2 separate regions of the Mus musculus genome follow, and region 1 is linked to region 2. Evidence: chromatin contacts called from public HiChIP or PLAC-seq data. All regions are on one chromosome and are shown on one strand. Each heading gives the region's core, a stretch centred on a gene start, on an enhancer-like site or on the middle of the called end of the contact. The rest is flanking DNA. Distances are from core to core; before and after follow the strand shown.

Region 1 (5,418 bases), core at 2,641-5,140, 69 kb before region 2:
AGGCAGGTGGAGCTCAGAGTTTGAAGCTGGCCTGGTCTACAGTGTCAATTCCAGGACAGCCAGAGCTACACAGAGAAACCATATATTGAAACACAAAGTCAACTAAGAACAAACAAACAAACAAACATTTGGGCCAAAGCATTGAGTGGATGCTTTGGGAATGGATGCACATGTGGTTTGCTCCACTGGGGGCGGGGGGGGGGGGGACATGTGCACTCCCTAGGTATTCCTCACAGACTCAGTCCTTAGTAAGTGCTCCTACATGATGTCTTGATTGTGTTAGCCAAACATCACTGTGTAACAAACTGCCCCAGATTGGGTGCCCTCGACATAGGCATGTTTACCTCCACCCAGTGTCTCTGAGTCACATATCTGGAAGCAGCTTAGTTTAGTGGTTCTGGTTGGGGTCTCTGTCTCCTGTTAAGTGATTTGCTATCATATGAAGTTCTACCTGTTCTAACAGGTCTCAGTCACATGTCTGTTAGCTGGAGGCCCCAGTCCCTCATCAGGTATACCTCTGCCTTGGGCTGTCTGCGTGTGCTCATGGATGATGGCAGGCCTCTCCAGAGTGGGCGAGCCATAAGTGCCAAGTCTGTTCAGTTGCAGGAGGGGTCTGCACAGAGCATGAACACCAGGAGGTGAGATCAACTGTAGAACACAGTGGCTATAAATACGCTCTTTAAATTTTTATTTATTCTTATTTTTTTGGAGACAGACTTTCTCTGTGTAGCCCTGACTATCCTGGAACTCACTCTGTAGACCAGGATGGCCTCGAACTCACAGAGACCCACCTGCCTCCTGAGTGCTGGGACTGAAGGTGTGTACCACCACCGCCTGGCTGTAAATACACATTCGAATCTCCCAAACATCTGTTGCAAGCCAAGGGTGATGCTGAGCTTTGGGGAATGAAGGAATAACGCAGAAGTCGCGCTTCCTGACAGAATGTGTGTGCACCTGTGTGTTGGCGGGGGTGGCAGATCAGACATATGGAAGCAGATGGTGTCTACTGAGCTCAGTAGACGGCACAACAGTAGAACAGTGATCCTTAAGGATAGTTTTGCTCTGCTGTGTATACATGGCTCGTAAAGAGAACGTCTTCTTCCCTCCTTATTCTATAGCCAACACATTTCCCAGCTCAGAGCTGACAACTACAGAACTATCCCACAGCACACAAAGACATTTCCTACAGTGCTCTAAAGCACACGTTCCAGCACTTTGTCTGTTGCCCCTCCCCCACACACATTACGTTGGAAATACTTCTGTGTCAGCACAGAGAGCTACTAAATCCTTATTTATGGTTGCATAGTATTCCATTATCTTCAGGATCTACAGTTTATCTAACCAGTCCCCTGTCACCCACAGCTTGGTTTATTTTTAACCTCCTGTCAGTAGTGTGTCCATCCATGTCCACTTATGAGGCTATGAGCAAGGGTGGGCGTCCCAGCAGGGAGCTGCATTTAAACCCTGTCATAGGTTCCTGATCCTCAAAACATTCCGAACTTTGCCAATCACATAGCTAACAGATGGCTTCCCTGGGTAATACGGATTTTTGACCTCGTTCTTCGTGAGTGACGTAGACTACCTCACCACAAACTTCAGAATGTGAATCTGACACCTGCTTTTCAATTAGTGTCTTTCATGTTTGTAGATCTCGTTATGCATTAAAGACTCCATCCCTTTGCCTACATAGAGCCTGAGAAATTAATTTTCTTTTGAAACAGATGTCTTTTAGACAGAAGTTTCTGCCAGTCACACCATTGTCTGCCAGTCACATCAGAGTCTACAGAGTGGTGCTAGAACCAGCTGTGAGGGGAGTCAGGAGGAGTGGGGGAGGGAGGAGGGGCATCGGGCACTTGTCAGTTTTGCAGATGATGGCAGTGGCTGGTGCTGAAGGTTATGCGCTTACTATGACAGGAAACTACTAGTAAGACAAGGCAGGCTGGCCTGGCTTTATGGCCTCCGTTTGTCCTGCATCTGAGCTCCTAGGAAGGATGGAAATGTAAGAGTGGGGCCTTCCAAATCTGTACCCCTCAGCCTAGGTGAGAAGTAGTCAGACCAATAATTTCGAAGGAACTATGGAGTTTAACCCATAATCCTATGGAGTTTAACCTGTAATCCTATGGAGTTTAACCTGTAATCCCAGTACTAGAGAGGCAGAAACAGGAGCATTGCTGAGGGCTTGCTACCGGCCTGGGCCACAGAGTGAAATCTTGGCTTAATACAGCAAAAATAGAAACCCATTAATGCCCATTAGTAGTCTGTCTATTCCAAAAGGCCACGGTCTTCATGCTAAGAAGTCCTCTTCCTTTCCTTTCTGAATGGACTCACTCCTCTCTTCCCCTCCCCTGTCTGAGATCTTCCTAAGGTTGCTCCCGCCTCCGCCCCGTCCCCACTCTCCTCTGTAGCAGCTCCTGGCCTGCCCCGGCAGGGCTCCTCAGTCTTTATGATTCTCTGGTTTCCTTATCTATAAGCCTCTACCCACTCTGATGTCATCCCACACCCCCCTGCTCCTCCAGCAATACCAGCATCTGCATTTACTGAAATTATTGAACACCTACTACATGTACTCTGTCTATTTTTGAGCTAGGTCTCACTACGTAGCCCTGGCTGGCCTTGAACTTGAGGCCCAGAGAACCCAGCTACATAGTAAGGTCTATGTTTCGCAAGCTCCACAGGCTCTATAATTGTGATGTGTTCCTATCTCCATCTTACAGAGAAGAAACTCAAGGCCCAGAAATGTTTAAGGAGTTACCCAAGTTTTCCCAACTAGCAGGTGACAGTTTTGGGATTCAAAACCATTCAGTCTGATCATAGCACCCATGTCTAACTGGTTATCATGTTCCTTTGAGTTTCCTGTCTCTCTCCATGCCCAGGTCCCGGCCTAGAGGACTCTTCCTCTCCATTGTCCCCTTTGCTTCAAGCCTTGTTTGTTCTAGAACACACCTTGCTCATAAACCACCTCTGTTTCAAAGTCTCTTCCAGATTACCCAGAAAGACAACGTTTCTCATTCTTTGATTTTTATAACGTTTTATAACTGAGAGAACTCTATAATGTTATTCATCATCATCACCACCACCATCATCATCATCATCATCAACAACAACAACAACAACAACAACAAGAGGAGCAGTAGCAGCTCCACAGCCCACGCTGGCTTCAAATTTATGATCCTCCTACACCAGCCTCTCAGAGGATGAAGTTACTTACAATAATGTGCCACCACACCCAGCTTGTGTTGAGACCTCTCACTCAGACTACACATCCCACCCACCCACTCACACCCACGGCCATCCACATGCACCCACACCCACCCACCTATACCCACACTGACTCACACTCACCCATTCACACCCATACCCACTCACACCCACCCACCCGCATCCACCCACTCACACCCACCCACCTGCACCCATACCCAGGAGTTGTGTTGGTAGGAAATGTGCTTTGTCTCCCTCTGGTGTCTAGCACAAAACGGGACACAGAGTAGGCATTCTCTAAATGCTTGAGGATTGAATGGCAGGGGCCTCACCCCCATCACACAGTTGGAAGTCCCCAGACGCCATCTAGGAGTCTCTAGCTGGAAAGAAGCAGAGGGGCAGGAGGCAGTTGTGGGCGAGGTCTCTATATAGGGCACAGTTTCACTTAGTTACCACATGTCTTTACCACTTGGATCAAACTCCCCAGAGGAGCCAGCTGGGGATGAAGTCCCACACTTGCATGATCCCCAGAGGTCTTTGGAGCCAGCTGTCCTACCCTAGGGGACTTCCCCATCTTTCGATGCCAGGAACTGAACCATGATAGGAAGTGACCCTGGCAGGATGTAGCATGTCACAGGAGGAAGTGTGGCCAGAGTTCCTAGGCTCATTGCCTAGGCTGCCCAGCCAGGCCCACAGGACCTCTGACAGCAAGCGGTCACATCACTTTGTTACTATGAGCATTCTAGGGCAAGTATGGACTTCCTTGACTGTGAGGGAAATTGCCCCATGCTCAAGGCTATGGGGCAAGCACCATCCTCGTACCTCTCACAGCCCCACCGTGGTATCCTGGCTATTACTGTAAGCAAGAATCTGAGTTCTTAAAAGCCCAAGGCCTTTAAGAGAGGCTGCCTCCCTCAGCAACTCCCTAAGACTCACTCCTGAGGCCTCAGGTTCCAGTGTGACCTAACATTGCTACATCCCTTCTAGCAGGGCAAGGCAGGACGGAGGCTGAAAAAAAGAACTCTGGTAAGTTCACATGGCAGATCACTGTGCAACATGGCTTCCTGACTTCTGCTTCCTGAGAGCCAGGCCACTCACTCACAAGCTGAGGAAAGACACCTGATAACATCAAAAGTAATGAGTGAGCTCAGTAAAATGAGCAAATTTGTTCAATAGAAGCACCAGGGGCTAGCTGTTCTCCACATGAGTTCCCCGATCGCTAGCAGTGCTAATGCTTGTCGCTCTTCGTGTTGGCAGAGTAAACTTCCAGCCGAATCCTCTACCCTCCCAAGTCAGGAACTCTGGGTATGTGGCTCAACCATCTCTTCTAGCAAGCCTTCACGGAAACTCCAGCGTACGCACGTTGAAGTTAGTCAATCGATGCTAGAAGCTTAACAGATGGGCAACATATTGGGAGAAGGTATGTGGAACAGCAACACCAAACAAGGGAGTCGTATCTAAAATGTGATTACTATTCTTGCAAGCGAATGTAGAGAAACCCGGAAAACCCCATGGAAATGAACAAACAGTCCAAAGGAGCAGTTTGTAGCCAGCAGGGGAAGCCCCAGGTCCACTGCGCTCAGGAGGAGGCTCCAGATTCCAGGGTTAGGTGGGGAAGTACTTAGGAGCGGGCTCACCTGGAATTCAGGATGCTGAGCATTCCACAACGCATGCAGCAGCACTCATCTGTAATCTATAACTTAGGGGGATCAGAAGGTTGAAAGCAGCCTGGGATACACAGACAGTATCGCAACAACAACAACAACAACAACAACACAGATCTCATGAAATTGCAAGAAAGCATGATATACATGTATTTGTCTGGTGTGTATGTGTGCATATGTGTATGCATATGTGTGTGTGTGTGTGTGTGTGTGTTTGTGTTTGAGACCGAGTCCTGCTCAGTTGCCACATCCTAACTGATGACAATGGCTATAGACAGGCTTTAAAAAAAACTGACGAGTGCACGAGACAGCAGCATTGCTCGCAAGCTGAGGATGGGTCTTTCTAGAAGGGGTTTGTGAAATTTAAACACATATATCTGGGATCTACTAATTCCACTCCTGGCAGAGCCCATAAGAATCTTCATGTGGGTCCACAAGGGTTAGTGACAGAGGTGTTCATCTCAGCAGTGTTTGTGGTAAGAGAGAGTTGAAAGCAAGCTAGGCATCCATCATCGGGGTGGGATGAATAGAGGGGATGCTTAAATGCTTCAGGGAG
Region 2 (5,600 bases), core at 1,554-4,053:
AAGTAGGTATGACTTCTCTCTGGTAACTTCCATTCACAAACTCCATTTCAAGAAGCTAATGCTCAGGAAGGGGGAGAGAGAGAGAGAGAGAGAGAGAGAGAGAGAGAGAGAGAGAGAGAGAGAGAGAGAGATGCAGAGGTGGGGACATACAACACAGAGGGGAGATATGACAAATGGAGATGTGTTATGGCTGTAGTATCAAAGGGGCTGGCAGAAAATCAAACCAGGCTAAGGGCTAGTGTGTGCAAATGTCCTGAGAATCCCCACAGCCCCTTGGTCCAGCGACCCTTCTCTTATGTGGATGGATGCAGCAGCCCCACATGAGGAGCATCACTGGCAACCCCACAGAGAAGTAAAGATGCGGGGGATGAGGTCACTCATCCCTCCCTTTGCTTCCTAGGGCTTCATTCCACTGACAACCTTACCTGGTACCTGCCACTGACCCTGCCTCAGTGAGCAGAGACAGGTCACAGGTCACAGGTCTGGATCAGGGTCATTGCACTTGCTGTGTCCTCTACCTGCAATGCTGTCTCACCTCACCCAAATACCCTCATGGCTCACCCCCTTACCTCCTCCCCATGTCTGTTCCAGTGCCACCTCTTCAGAGAAGCCCTCCCTAACTACCTTATCCCAAACGGTTCCTGCATCTCTCCCTGTCCACCTTGCATCACTGGGGAACCTGTCAACACTTATCTACACTTGACTCGGGATGCATTTGGTTATAGCCCTGCCAATGGTCCTCTCCCCTGCTTCCCCAGCCCGAAGGCAGGCATCACACCCGGCTCTGCTCACAGTAAACTCATGAATCTCTAAGCCTGGGAAATTGCTACATTTTTGTGACATGAATAGTTAGGTAATATCAGAGATATCCCAGAGTTCACAATCTGTTCATTTTGACCCTTGGGGATATGTGTGACCTTCTCTGCAATATCCAATGACCAGATGTGGCCCCGAGGGTCAGTCGGAGCCAAGAAATTTAACATGGAACCTTTCTTAACTTCTCTCCATGCAGGACCACCCAGCAGGGGTCAGAGGTGTCCGTTTTTCCAGCCATCTTTGGCCCCAAGGTGGAGAGACGATGCAGGACTAGGGTCCAGGCCCCAGGGATTCCTGGAAGACTCATTTTTCCTTTGGCAAATACCCCCACTTCTTTCACAGGGCTTGTGCCTTCATTTCTGAACCAGAAGGTGTTTACACAAAACATCCTGGGTTTGGCGACAAATTCACCCTCTATGAGGAATCCTTAATGAAGCTTCCTCCATCCCCACACCACGCAGCTGCAGAGAAAACTGTCTGTCTCTAGTAATTGAAGGTAGCCCAAAGCCAGACAAGAAAGAGGTGTTTCCAGGCTTCGTGAGGCACAGTTTGTCAATGTCCATAGATAGTTGTGAAAAAGAGACCAGCACCCTCCACCCCGGGGAATTTGTGACTGATTAGCCCTTCTCTCAGCCTCAGCCTGCAGCTATAAAACTAAACAGGCATAATCCTGTGAGAAAAAAAAAGTGTCCGTGAAATTCAAGTGAGGCAAAGAATATGAATGGGCTAAGTTTCCCAGAGTCCAAAAAAGGAGACTAAAAAGTGAACCTCAGAGTTAGGCCTTAGGGGAGGTGGCTCCGTGAATGAAGAGTGTTCACTTTGCAAGAATAAGGATCTGAGTTTGAATCTCAAGCGCCTACAGAAAAACCCAGACATGGCTGTGTGAGCAGCAACAAACAGCGACAGGCAGATCCAGAGAGCTCAATGTCTAGCAAGCCTAGCCCAAAAGTGAGCTTCTGTTTCAAGGAGAGGCTCTATTTCAAGACAATAAGGTGAGAATATCAGGGAGAGACAGACACCTGACACCCTAATCTGTCTGGCCTCTGCTTGTGTCTGCAGGAGCACAGAGCACCCTTACACGCATGCAACACACACACACACACACACACACACACACACACACACCACACAAGAAAATAGATGAGATATAGCTCAGTGGTAGAGCGTGGTGTTTGAGAGGCACTGGGGTAATTCCAGTTTCGCACACGGAAAAACAAAAGAGGATTGGTGAGGCAGAAACTCCCAGGCCCAGCGTCTGAGCCTCCAGCTTTGCAACATTGGGGGACCCCTCCGGTTCTGTCAGGCAGTCACCACACACACACACACACACACACACACACACACACACACGCCTCCTCTGGGAAGTCCTGGATCCTAATTCACTCTTACGCTCTTACTGACACTCCACTGCTCCCCTGGACAGTTTCCAGCTCCTTCTGTGAATCTCGGCTTGCTACTGTGGACATTAGATTCAACAAATGCTGCAGCCAGATGCAATTTAAAATAATTACTGCTTCCTTTCCATCTTCCGGGGAGAAAGAGAGAGAGTGAGGGGAATTTCTATCACCCATTATTTACAAACTGGAAGCTGAAAACGTCGTGGATTAAAATATGAGTCTGTCTGCCACACTCAGTTTCTGGGCGTCGTTAAACCGGGACTTTATGATCTCTGTGTCTCCAAATCCCTTATCACTACCTTCCATAATGTGTAATTATTTTGCCTTCAGTGTTCGTTGTTTTCCAATGGGACGACGTTCCTAGAGTCGGGATGTTTTATTTGCAGCCGCGTTCCTGACACCCAATCTGGTATGTAGTGGATGCCCAGGAACCCTTTGAAGGGAGGGAAATGGACAGTGCGTTGTGTTGCTCCTTCAGAGCCTGTAGGGGGCGCACCTGCCCCGCTCCCAAAGCCTACCCCGCCCCTCTGGAGCCCCGCTGCGGCGCTTGCTCTTTTCACTGCGCAGGCGTGCCGGAAGTCCCAGAACAGCGCGTGCGCGGAAGGAGCCAAGGTGAAGTTGTAGCAGTGTGTCAGAAGAGGTGCGTGGCACCATGCTGTCCCCCGAGGCGGAGCGGGTGCTGCGGTACCTGGTCGAAGTAGAGGAGTTGGCCGAGGCCGTGCTGTCGGACAAGCGGCAGGTGAGAGACGTGGCGGCTGCGAGCGCGTAAGTGCGCGGGGTGGCAGGGAGCTCACCCGGTCTTCCGGCGTCACTGGTCCCAGCGGCCTGGCGCGGAGCGAGCACTGGTTCTGTGCTGGATAGTCGCCTTCCTTTCACCCTGCCCGGTCATTGCTGGTCTCCTGGATTCTCACTGTCTGCGGGAGGCTCCCCTGACACCACTTTCCAAACGCAGTCCCTGGCCCATCGTGAATCAGGTTACTGAGACATGGGCGGCATGTGTCTGGGCAATGCGCTGGGGTGTGTGGGTGTGATGTGTGGGTGTGTGGGTGTCGGGCGCGGGGGTGAGGGGTTGAGGGCCTCGTAGATCCGAAAGGGGTGCTTGGTTCTGTTTCTGTGGTAAGTGGTTAGTCCCTAAAGGGAGTTCGTGCTGGGGATCGGTTGCTTTAGACTCTAAACTTTAGAGGGCTTACTGTGTTGTCTAGGTTAGCCTTGAACAATCCGTGGTCTATCCTTGTCAGTCTCCTGAGTTCTGGGATTATAGGCGTGCATTTGGATGTTAAATGCCTCTCTCTGGCTGCTTCCTAGAGAGCGGGGAACCATTCAGGTGATCCCGATGGTCTAGAGTTAGACCAGATGGTAGTGATGGGGCGAGACATATACTTGATATATTTGATGGTCTTCAAACGCTGTCATAATGGCCATAATGGTTCTTTGTGGTCTATATTTGAGAAGGCTTGGTGGTTCACTAGCTGCGGCCCCAGATGTCACCTCTTGAGTAGTTAGCTGTCATAGTGGTACCATGCCACAGCTGTTCCAGTCCAGTATGGTTGAGTGTCTGGTGAGACTGTCAGAGTTACCTAACAAGAGTGTGTCAGTAGTCACTGTCTAGAGAAGACACTCAGCTCACTCCCTGGTGACTCTGGTACACTCTCAAGGTTGACTGGATGACACAAAATGATTCAATCTGCAGGCATTTTCCTAGCACCTTCTCTGGAGGAAGGAGGTTTGTGTCGAAGCAGAGGAGCTGGAAGCTGAGTGGGTAAAGAAGCACCTTCCCACCTGAGTCCTCCATGTTAGGCAAGACCTTGGAACTTAGCCAGAAATGATACCTTGTCTCTTCAGATTGGGGCTGGAGGCAGCTGAGTCCCCATCTGCTCCTGTTTTCAGATTGTAGACCTGGACACCAAGAGGAATCAGAACCGAGAGGGCCTGAGGGCCCTACAGAAGGACCTGAGTGTCTCTGGTAAGTTGCGACATCCTTACTGAAGCCCTGGAAGCCGGTTCAGTTGTCTTCTGAAGGACTTCATTATCCCTGGTAAAAACCAGGCAGGAGGCTGGGACTGTGTGACTCACCCTCGTGGGAAACTTAGACAGCTTGAGGAGAAGAGCGAGCGAGCGAGCGTTGCAGGTCAGACATATGCTGTGACTCAGAATTTTAGATGCTCACTTCAGTGACAGGCCATTAGCTCCTCACTCACTGATGGCAGATGCAGAGAGTGCTCACCGCACATAAAAGCAATAGTTCTGCCCTTATGTTCCACACGAGGAAAGCAGCACAAACACATAACTGAAAATTGTGAGAAAGCTAAAGATGGAGTTGGCCATGGGTGGGTGTCGAGACTGTCTTGGAGGGAAGAGATGGGGCTCAGTAGATGAGGCCAGGTGGCTGCTGTGGCTGGTGGCATGAGCAAGTCAAGCCATGCCATGTCCCACTAAGGGGACAACATGAAGCATTTCTGGAAAGGTGGGCAGCATTCCGGCCACAGTGAAGGGCACTGACATGTAGGGCTTCCATTGGCTTATCTCACCTGAATGAAACCCAGAGCTGTTTCGAGACTCCACATGATCCAGCCCCACACACCCCACGCACTCACTGGTCCCTTTGTTGTTTGCCTGGCTCTGTTTTCCCACATGTTTGTGGGTGACATGTCCTCGCTTTCCTCAGGTCTCGCCTGGATGTCATATCCACGATGTCACATCCCCATAATGAACCTGTCCTCTGATGCTCCCTAGCACTTGAAACAACTTTGGTTGGTTGGTTGGTTTTTAAATAGCTTGTCCTTTTGCTATTCTATGGGTTCTTCTCTCTTCCACCTTTCACCCCTTTTCTTCCACCTTTTCAACCCCCTAACATTTGATAAGAGAGAAAAAGGGATAGAGGGGAAAGGAAAACGCTCCCTGAATAAAGTCTGGGGTTGGAAAGGGGGCAGCGTTCTCATTAGACCACTTCCTGCTGATTAGGGGCATTGAGTCCTTGGGGCAAGTTTGATCTTCATCTTCAGGATATCTAATTTCTTCTTGTTATTTCTTTGCATATGTCTACTTAAAAAACTGTGACCAACAACCCTGCCTCTCATGGCCCTAGCAATGTTTCACCTTCTCAAAAGTCCTCAGAATTCCAAAAATCACACACTGGAAGAAACTATCTGCAGCTGGCAAAATCATACCAGAGCATGAGGCAAATCATAGTCAGCTGCTGTGGACAGTCTGAAGCAGCCCCACATCGCACACCTGGGATTGTAATGAAAACATTTTCTTACAGTATTTCTGTGTTTTGTTTTTTAAAGAAACAAAAATGCCCAATATAATGTCAATATAATTTTTCATGCTAGTTCTTAGCAGTATGTTGAAAAACCCAACCTTGTTCATTCCCCACCTTTGCTATAA

The links. HiChIP or PLAC-seq counts read pairs in DNA pulled down with a chosen protein or histone mark.
Region 1: an H3K27ac HiChIP or PLAC-seq map of the HPC-7 cell line shows a contact between it and region 2, with 4 times the contacts expected there. The contact joins the enhancer-like site here to the promoter of Pdrg1 in region 2. A contact is called at or near these places in 4 of 39 promoter capture datasets (the HPC-7 cell line, embryonic stem cells and macrophages), 1 of 484 Hi-C or Micro-C datasets (nephron progenitors), 2 of 115 datasets of contacts at active chromatin or transcription factors (the HPC-7 cell line and embryonic stem cells) and 3 of 9 other capture datasets (adipose tissue, macrophages and pancreatic islet).

What each region holds. Positions count from the first base shown.
Region 1 is chr2:153,082,828-153,088,245 of GRCm38.p6, reverse strand. No RefSeq gene overlaps it. Among named protein-coding and RNA genes, the nearest start is that of Ccm2l, 20 kb to the right of the region's middle. Within about 2 kb of position 3,890, at least 111 of the 459 cell types and tissues checked have an H3K27ac peak or open chromatin away from gene starts, as enhancers often do. A contact at or near this core is called in the HPC-7 cell line, adipose tissue and macrophages, where this site is marked.
Region 2 is chr2:153,012,586-153,018,185 of GRCm38.p6, reverse strand. Pdrg1 (p53 and DNA damage regulated 1) reads left to right here and starts at 2,803. Exons shown (of 5, transcript NM_178939.2): 1 at 2,803-2,952; 2 at 4,101-4,176. The coding sequence starts at 2,866.